Regions from separate parts of the Mus musculus genome. Here region 2 is linked to region 1. The links are chromatin contacts, called in public HiChIP or PLAC-seq maps. All regions are on one chromosome and are shown on one strand. The core of a region is the stretch at or near the end of the contact, and the rest is flanking DNA. Distances in the headings are between cores, read along the strand shown.

Region 1 (3,923 bases), core at 797-3,296:
CTCCAGGCTGACATCTGCCTACACCTGAACCGCTCGCTGCTGCAGCATTGCAAGCCATTCCGAGGGGCCACTAAAGGCTGCCTGAGGGCGCTGGCTATGAAGTTCAAGACCACACATGCACCACCAGGGGACACACTAGTGCACGCCGGGGACCTGCTTACTGCCCTCTACTTCATCTCCAGGGGCTCCATCGAGATCCTGCGGGGTGATGTCGTGGTGGCCATCTTGGGTATGGGGTGGGGACGCCCACTGAAACCCAGAGAGACCTGAGCCCTCTGAATACACTGGGGTGTGGGGTGGCTGGCAGGATTCTTGTGTTCTTTTGTCACCCGAGGAGGGGCCTTCAGGGTGGGCAACAGAGAGGAACCCTGTAGGACACGGGGCTCTTAGATTGGGAGACTATGTAGCCTTCCCTGCACTTGAGGGAACTTCAGGATCTATCCATAGAAAGGCATCTAGTGTTTCCTTAAAGTTGAATATTGTCTTGTAGTTGAGTGGGACATTCTCATCTGGAGGCTATGCATCCACCTTCACTAAGGACACAGTTCCCTGAAGCTTCATGTCCCAATGGCCTGTGGCCATTGTGTGCATGGATGGCACTTGGACAGTGGAGGCTTCTTGCCCTCCCATGGTTGTTTTTTGTTTTTTGTTTTTTGTTTCTTGTTTCTTGTTTCTTGTTTTTGTTTTTTGTTTCTTGCATCAAACTTTTGCCCATGGCTTATAGACGTGCCCATTTTAGACTTTTATTTCACAGTTCAGCCCAAACATGTATACCACTCCACAATTTATTCCCTTCCCAGCGAAATCAAGTTTTCCTACACACGTGAGCACATTTTGGTCTTTTCTGTGCTTCGCTGTGCTAAGCTATGCTATCCTGAAATTTCTTTCAGTAAAACAGTACTGGTTCTGATTGACCACAAGCTGCCTTTTATAGTCTTAAGACCATAGTTTATAGGGAACTGTACTTTGTTAGGAGGGTATCTGAGGATAGAAGTAGAGTTGTCCCAAGGAAACCACCACTGCTGTAGGCAGAGCTGGAGCATCCTTGGCGGTTTCTAGCTGAGTAGTTGCTGAGAGACTCCAAATCTCTGGTCCTTCCCTCTGCCACCTCTGGCCACTGGTGTTTCCCCATCTGCTGAGAGCCCTGAGCATGTGAACTGGCTCAAGCTGCCTTGGCTGTGTGGCTGGGAGTTGGATGACTGGAGATGCTGTGCAGGGTGGAGCTGACCCAGAGGGTGCCCGCTCTTCTCCCACCGATGCCATGGGCTCAAGCCTTTGTCTTCTGCACGGCCTCCAGGGAAGAACGACATCTTTGGAGAGCCTCTGAACCTATATGCCCGTCCTGGAAAGTCCAATGGGGATGTGCGGGCCCTCACGTACTGTGACCTGCACAAGATCCATCGTGATGACTTGCTGGAGGTGTTGGACATGTATCCCGAGTTCTCAGATCACTTTTGGTCTAGCCTGGAGATCACCTTCAACCTTCGAGATGTGAGTGGGCCATCTCAAGAGCTGCCTTTATCCCCAAGAGAGCTGATGATTGACAGGCTGCCCCTTCCCTGTGACTGTGGAAAACAGCTTCTTTGCCTGCTTTTCTGTCTTTTTACAGTCAGATCAGGCTATGGAAGTACCAACCTCAGGGTGTTGGGGGAAAGTGACACAGGGTGGGATGGGGGTAGGGAAAATTCTTCCCCACAGCCCCACCTCCCTAGGTTAAGGAAGGGGTGCAGTTGCCTGCCCCACCCCCATATTCCAGGACAGCCAGGCAGGATGGACCTAAGGGCTCTGACTGTTCTCTTCGTTGCAGACCAACATGATTCCTGGCTCCCCAGGCAGTGCAGAACTAGAGAGCGGCTTTAACAGGCAACGCAAGCGCAAACTGTCATTCCGCAGGCGTACAGACAAGGGTGAGATGGTCAAGGGGAGGGCAGGAGGAGAGTGGAGGGCAGAGGGGAGTGCGGGCAGGGTCAGGCTGTGCAGGCTCCACCCCTTGCCCAGCGTTCAGGCACGCAGTCCTCCAGTGCACCCCACCCCCATGCCTCCCTTCCACTGGACAAAGGCTGGGCTTTTGGTCTTTATTATGCCTGAGTGTTGTCTAGCGGGCCTTGACCCCTTAAAGAGAGGAGGGAGGTGGCAGGAGGGAGCACAAGAACAAAGGAATAAGCAGAGGGCTACAGAGAGCCAGAGATCTGGAGTCAGAAGTGACCCCCCCCCCCCGGGGTGTGGCAGGGCGCGAGATAAAACAACTTTGTCCGTCCTCACACTCTGCCCCTTGCTCAGCTCCCCTTGCCCGTCCCCTGTTCTCCCCTCTCTCTGAGGTATGCTCTCTGTTTCCCACAGACACAGAGCAGCCAGGGGAGGTGTCAGCCCTGGGGCAAGGCCCTGCCCGAGTTGGGCCAGGGCCGAGTTGCCGGGGACAGCCGGGAGGGCCATGGGGGGAGAGCCCATCCAGCGGCCCTTCCAGCCCAGAGAGCAGTGAAGATGAGGGCCCTGGTCGCAGCTCCAGTCCCCTCCGCCTGGTGCCCTTCTCCAGCCCCAGGCCTCCGGGAGACCCCCCAGGTGGGGAGCCTTTGACAGAGGATGGGGAGAAAAGTGACACCTGTAATCCCTTGTCAGGTAGGCCTGGGCCTTGGGGTGGGGGTGGGAGTGAGTGAGTGTGGGGGATGGGCAGTATGGGGGATGGGTAGGGACTGGCAGGGGCCTGACTTTCTTCCTGACCCCACTCCTCTCTGGCTCCAGGTGCCTTCTCTGGGGTGTCCAATATTTTCAGCTTCTGGGGGGACAGTCGGGGGCGCCAGTACCAGGAGTTGCCTCGATGCCCTGCCCCTGCCCCCAGCCTCCTCAACATCCCCTTGTCTAGCCCTGGTCGGCGATCCCGGGGTGATGTGGAGAGCAGGCTGGACGCACTCCAGAGACAGCTGAACAGGTAAAGATGGGTGCCCAGGGAATGGGCACGGGGTAGGCTGCACTGTGGGGGAACTTGGGGCCTCTTTGGGTTTCTGCTGATGTTTCAGGGGTGCTCTGTCTAGGACTGTCTGTGCCAGGCAGGTGGACCCTCTCCTTCCTCAGCTGCATGAGGAGGGAGCCTAGAGTGAACCAGCTATCTCCACTTCTGAGAAATCTTCCTTCCTTGCCCCAGGCTGGAAACCCGGCTAAGTGCAGACATGGCCACTGTCCTACAGCTGCTACAGAGGCAAATGACCCTGGTCCCTCCTGCCTACAGTGCTGTGACCACCCCTGGGCCCGGCCCCACTTCCGCATCCCCTTTGTTGCCTGTCGGCCCTGTCCCCACTCTCACCCTGGACTCGCTTTCTCAGGTACATTCTAGAGCCCACTCCCAGCCTCCAGCCGCACCCTCTCTGCCCCAACGACTGCACAGCTGCTGGGTGTGAAATGTGGCTTCCTCACCCCCATCCTCTTCTACCTGCTCCTGCCAGGCAACCTAAGGGCCAGATGTAAACATGATGTCTGAGCCTGGGCCTTGGGTCTGGATGCTGCCTGAGAGTGGTCCCTGCTGTGGTTATCCCCCTCTGACTTTGCCGCCTCTCATCTTGGCTCTTACTCTAGCAGTGCTATAGCCTCCTGAAGGCTGCTGGCATGTCCAGGGTGCCAAGATCAAGGCTCTGAGATAGGACCTCCCTGATCCACATCTCTTCTCTTTGAGTAACCTCCTGAAGGACAGCTGTAGCTGGGTCTTTTCTGCCAGCTCTAGCTTTGATAGGTGCTTGAAGGGGGTGGGGGTGGGGGCTCCTATGGCACCCAGAGGTGGCTTGGGATCTACTCCCACCCCCAGCTCTGCTCCCTGTCCCATATGCTGCTTGCTCCTGTTTGCAGACACCAGGGCCCACGTCAGCAAATGTGCCAGTCTCCCTTCACAGCCTCCCCCGCAGGGATCTCACCAGTAGACACGTCAGCACCCACAA
Region 2 (3,923 bases), core at 759-3,258, 100 kb before region 1:
GAGGCAGGAAGGAGTCAAGGCCCAGCCCTGGAAAGAAAGTAGGAGATGAGGGAGGGAATGATAAGGGACAGAAAGATTGAGAGTGAAGGGCCAGGCAGGAACAGGAACCAGGGCCCCTGGAGGTGAGCCTGAGAGCAGAAAGGGGTGTGGTAGGGAGTGAGACACCCCACAGAGCAAGAGGGGTGTGGAGGCCTGGGCGCTGGCTTCCCAAACAGAAAGGAGGACTAGAAAGAACTTTGGAGAGAACCCAAAAGGGAGAGCAGAGGGCCTGCAAGTACGGAGGGGGTGCTCCCCAAAGGCAGGCAGGCCAGCAGGACTACCACCCTAGACATAAGACAGAAACAGCCTCCCCAGTGCAGAACAGGAACCCAGCTCCACTCACTCAGTAGGAAGAACGGAGAAGCTGGACAGCGAGCTTATAATGGGGGAGGGGCACGTGACATCGTCAAGGGGGTGGGCACAGAAACCCTGAGGGGGCAGTCTCTCTATTCCTTCCCTCCCTAGCCCTGGGCCAGGAAAATCTGAGTGGCAGGACGGCAGGACAGCCCTCCTGACGATGACTGTAGGTTGTGAGCTGTGATGGGGGTAGAGGGAACCCAACCAGTGCAAACTGGGGTGCCCATGCACACTGAGGGCACACCCAATGCTCTCTAAAGGTAACAATGCTAAGCTGCTCAGGTGTGCTGCCGATGTGTGGTTGCCTGATTTATGGCTACCTTGGCAATGAGATGGGGTCAAATAACAGAGGTCTGGGGGGATCAGCCCAGGGTGGGGAGTCTGGGCCACACATTCCTGGCAAGAACTCCAACTCAGCTGACTGCTCTTTCCACCTCCCCCCTAAGCAGGCCTTCAGCCAGGGCCTGTCAGTGTGGGGGAGAGGTGTGAGGGAGGGGACCTGGTCTAGGGGGGTATAGGGAATCTGTGTTCACCACCTGCAGGTGCTCACTCCCACCTCCAGGCTTTGCCCTCAGTGTGTTTCACCACCAAGCCCTCCTCCCTCTACCCATGCCCCCCTCCCTGCTGTCGTAGAATACAAAGCAGCCTCTGTCCAGAGCATCGGTACCGATAATCCTAGTGGGGGCACATTCCCCGGACCAGCCCCGACGGGCCCGAAGGATTAGTGTCTCTCCCCCAGCCCAAGGGATTAGCAGTCCGGACCCCCACTCGAGCATTAACCATTCCCCAAGTGAATTCGTACATTCCACAGCTCTTGGCTGTGGGGCTGGTGGGGGGCGGAGAGAGTTTGATAAAACGGACCCAGATTTGAAGCAGCGCTCCCTCCACACCCAAGCAAGGAGTTCCCTACAGAAGAGAAGGCAGTCCCCTAGGACTCAAACTTCAGGCTTGTCCTTCCCACCCTCACCCAGCTGCTCCCCCTTCTGTCTGACCTCTTGTCCTGACCTGACCCGCCAACCCTTTTCATGGCTCCATCTCTCAATCCCGAGATCCGAGGAGTTGCGGTCCCAGGCAACCCACAAAGTGGCGAGTTTCTGGGGCACAGGGTCGTCTGGAACCCTCACGGGAGTGGGAGAGCGAGCTGAAGGCAGTAGCTCCCTGAGACTACCCGCTCCTGGTGACAGGGGGCGCGGCACCTTGGCTTTAGGTAACTCTTAAGAGGCGGACCACGGAATCTCGCTTCCGACCCGTACTCCCACTCGCCTCCCCATCCTTCTCCCTAAAACCTCGCTCCCTGCGCCCCAGTCCCCGCCCTTTCCTCCAGTTCCACTCCCTCGGCGCCCGAGTCTCCAGTCCCCCCCCCCCCTCCGCGGCCCTCACCCTCCCTCTCCGCCACCTAACTGCTTACCCGCTAGCTCTAGATTTCGTGTCCCGGGGGTCTCCGGGTCTCCCCTGATCCTCCGGAACCCTCGCGCGCTCCCGACGATTTCCCGGTGCCCACCCCGGGGCGCGCCCCCGCCGCTCCCAACTTCTCCCAACTCAACTTTCCCCCGCGCTGCGGGCAGGCCAGCCTCCAGCGTGCGCGCCCCCCGCAGCGCGCCGTGCGCGCCCCCGGCGCGGCTAGCTGAGAGGCGGAAAGCGGACGCTGAGCCTCCGCGGCGGGGGCGCGCTCCCAGGCACAGCCCGACACCGCCGACACCGCCGGCGCGGCCTTCCGGCTGTTCCCCCCCCCCCGCCACCCGCGGCGAAGCTCCGGGCTCGCCTTCTCTTAGCTTTAGTGAGCCACCTCTGTGAGGAAAGAAGCCAGCTTTACGTTGGGGATCGAGGGCGTGGAGTAGGCCAGGAAATTGAGATGCAGGGAGTCGAACTACAGATTTTTTGACGTTAAGGTTCTGCAGAGCCCCCGCCCAAATAACACCACTGAAACACCAAGAAAGCCCCGGTGTCTGCTTGAGAGAACGGGTGGCAGGCGAATGTGGAGTAATGAGTGGGTGGGGTTGGGTGGCCAAGACCCTGAACTGATGGAAAACAAGACAACTTGTTGAAGATTCCTCCCTTTCGCTAGAACTACCTCCGGGCTAAATGGAAACCTATTCATAGCTGACACCTCTATTTGAAAGACCCTTGCGTGTCATCATGTTTTCTCAACTAAGTTATCAATTATTTCAGATAAAGAATACACTTTATGCGTCTTCAGTCTGCCACGTGGGTAAATCACAATATTGTTTATGCAAAAGCACTCAGATTTAAGTGAGTTAATTGACAAACGGTTAGCGCCTACTCTGGTTCCGCGCTGAGGAATGCTGTTTGGGGCCATTTTCGCCCGGTTCACAGCCCTCAAGAATGCAATCATGAGACAATTAGAGAGTAGTGCAAGAAAATCTATAATCAACTCCTTTATAGGATGAGGTAAAGGCTGCTTGCTCCAAGTGTAGCAACTGTCTGTGGTCTTGTCTGTTGAGGGAAGTAACTGACCTGCCAGTCTTCGTGGGCCACACCCTGGCTGACTCCAGTGGGCCTGCTCTGAAGACTGGGATCTGGGGGACACCCAGGCTCCAGTCAGCTGGCCTCGGCATGTCAAAGTGGAGCCGCTGGAGTCCGGTGGGTTTCGAGACGATAAAATGGGCCCAGCAGAAAGAGGGGACTCTGGCGTGTGTCCTTCCACTCAAATCCAGACTCTAACGGGGCACACCTGTCTCGCTGCCCAGCCCTGTGGTCAGCTGGTCCCTGTGAGGTCATCAGCAGTAAGACATCGCTCAGAATCATTCCCCAATCAGTCCTGGGGTCACCAGGTGGCCTAGGAGAGGTGAAAACTAGTGCTGAAGCTGTCAGGAGGTCGCTGGTGACTCAAAACACCCAACCAGGTCAGAGCCGGGCCAACAGCGCTCGGGATCTAGGCCGTCAAACGCAAACTTCAAGCAGAGAGCACCCCACCCCCACCCTCACTGTATTCTGGAACGCGTAGTCCCGGAGAGGCCCTTTTCTGGAAGGCTGTGAGCACAGAAAAGGAATAATAACAAGAGCGGGGCACACTGGGAGCCTCCGCGCCTTGGCGGAGACGCCCGACACGCGATGCTTCCTGGGAGTTGAAGTTTAAGGTTTGCCTCCGCGATGGAAACGAGTCCCTGGAGTTGATCGCTGCAGAGAGCCCGAGCGCAGCCTGTTGGACTTTGTAGTCCGCGTGTCCTCCGCCACAGGCATTCTTGGGAACTATGGCTTCCCCGGGACTACAAGTCCCAGATGCCAGTGCGTGGTGAGCAGGTGGGCGGGGCTGGAGCTGTGAGTACCACCTCCTCTGCAACGCCAGGGCCGGGAGTCTTAGAACCGAGGGCCCGCAGGGGTCCCCGCGGCCGCTGCAATGCAGAAATACGAGAAACTGGAGAAGATTGGGGAAGGTAATGGAACCACGAGATGTTCCTGCAAGGTCTTTTTCTGAAGACCCTACTTGCAGTCCCAGCTCCCTTACCGTCAGCTATACCGGCAGGCTCCGACCTCAGCACTAGCCAAAAGCCCTGGCCGCTGAGTCC

What was found. HiChIP or PLAC-seq counts read pairs in DNA pulled down with a chosen protein or histone mark.
Region 2: an H3K4me3 HiChIP or PLAC-seq map of embryonic stem cells shows a contact between it and region 1, with 9 read pairs. The contact joins the promoter of Slc4a2 here to the enhancer-like site in region 1. A contact is called at or near these places in 3 of 39 promoter capture datasets (embryonic stem cells and hippocampal neurons), 1 of 484 Hi-C or Micro-C datasets (the HL-1 cell line), 2 of 115 datasets of contacts at active chromatin or transcription factors (embryonic stem cells and pancreatic cancer cells) and 3 of 9 other capture datasets (adipose tissue, liver and pancreatic islet).

The regions. Positions count from the first base shown.
Region 1 is chr5:24,320,639-24,324,561 of GRCm38.p6, reverse strand. It overlaps Kcnh2 (potassium voltage-gated channel, subfamily H (eag-related), member 2), which reads left to right. Exons shown (of 15, transcript NM_013569.2): 9 at 1-229; 10 at 1,298-1,491; 11 at 1,808-1,907; 12 at 2,341-2,616; 13 at 2,740-2,926; 14 at 3,140-3,317. All of the region lies in intron 2 of Gm15589 (a long non-coding RNA gene), which reads right to left. Among named protein-coding and RNA genes, the nearest start is that of Gm15589, 11 kb to the right of the region's middle. Within about 2 kb of position 2,046, at least 51 of the 459 cell types and tissues checked have an H3K27ac peak or open chromatin away from gene starts, as enhancers often do. A contact at or near this core is called in embryonic stem cells, where this site is marked.
Region 2 is chr5:24,423,317-24,427,239 of GRCm38.p6, reverse strand. Slc4a2 (solute carrier family 4 (anion exchanger), member 2) reads right to left here and starts at 2,008. Exons shown (of 23, transcript NM_009207.3): 1 at 1,805-2,008. It overlaps Cdk5 (cyclin-dependent kinase 5), which reads left to right and starts at 3,676. Exons shown (of 12, transcript NM_007668.4): 1 at 3,676-3,791. The coding sequence starts at 3,755.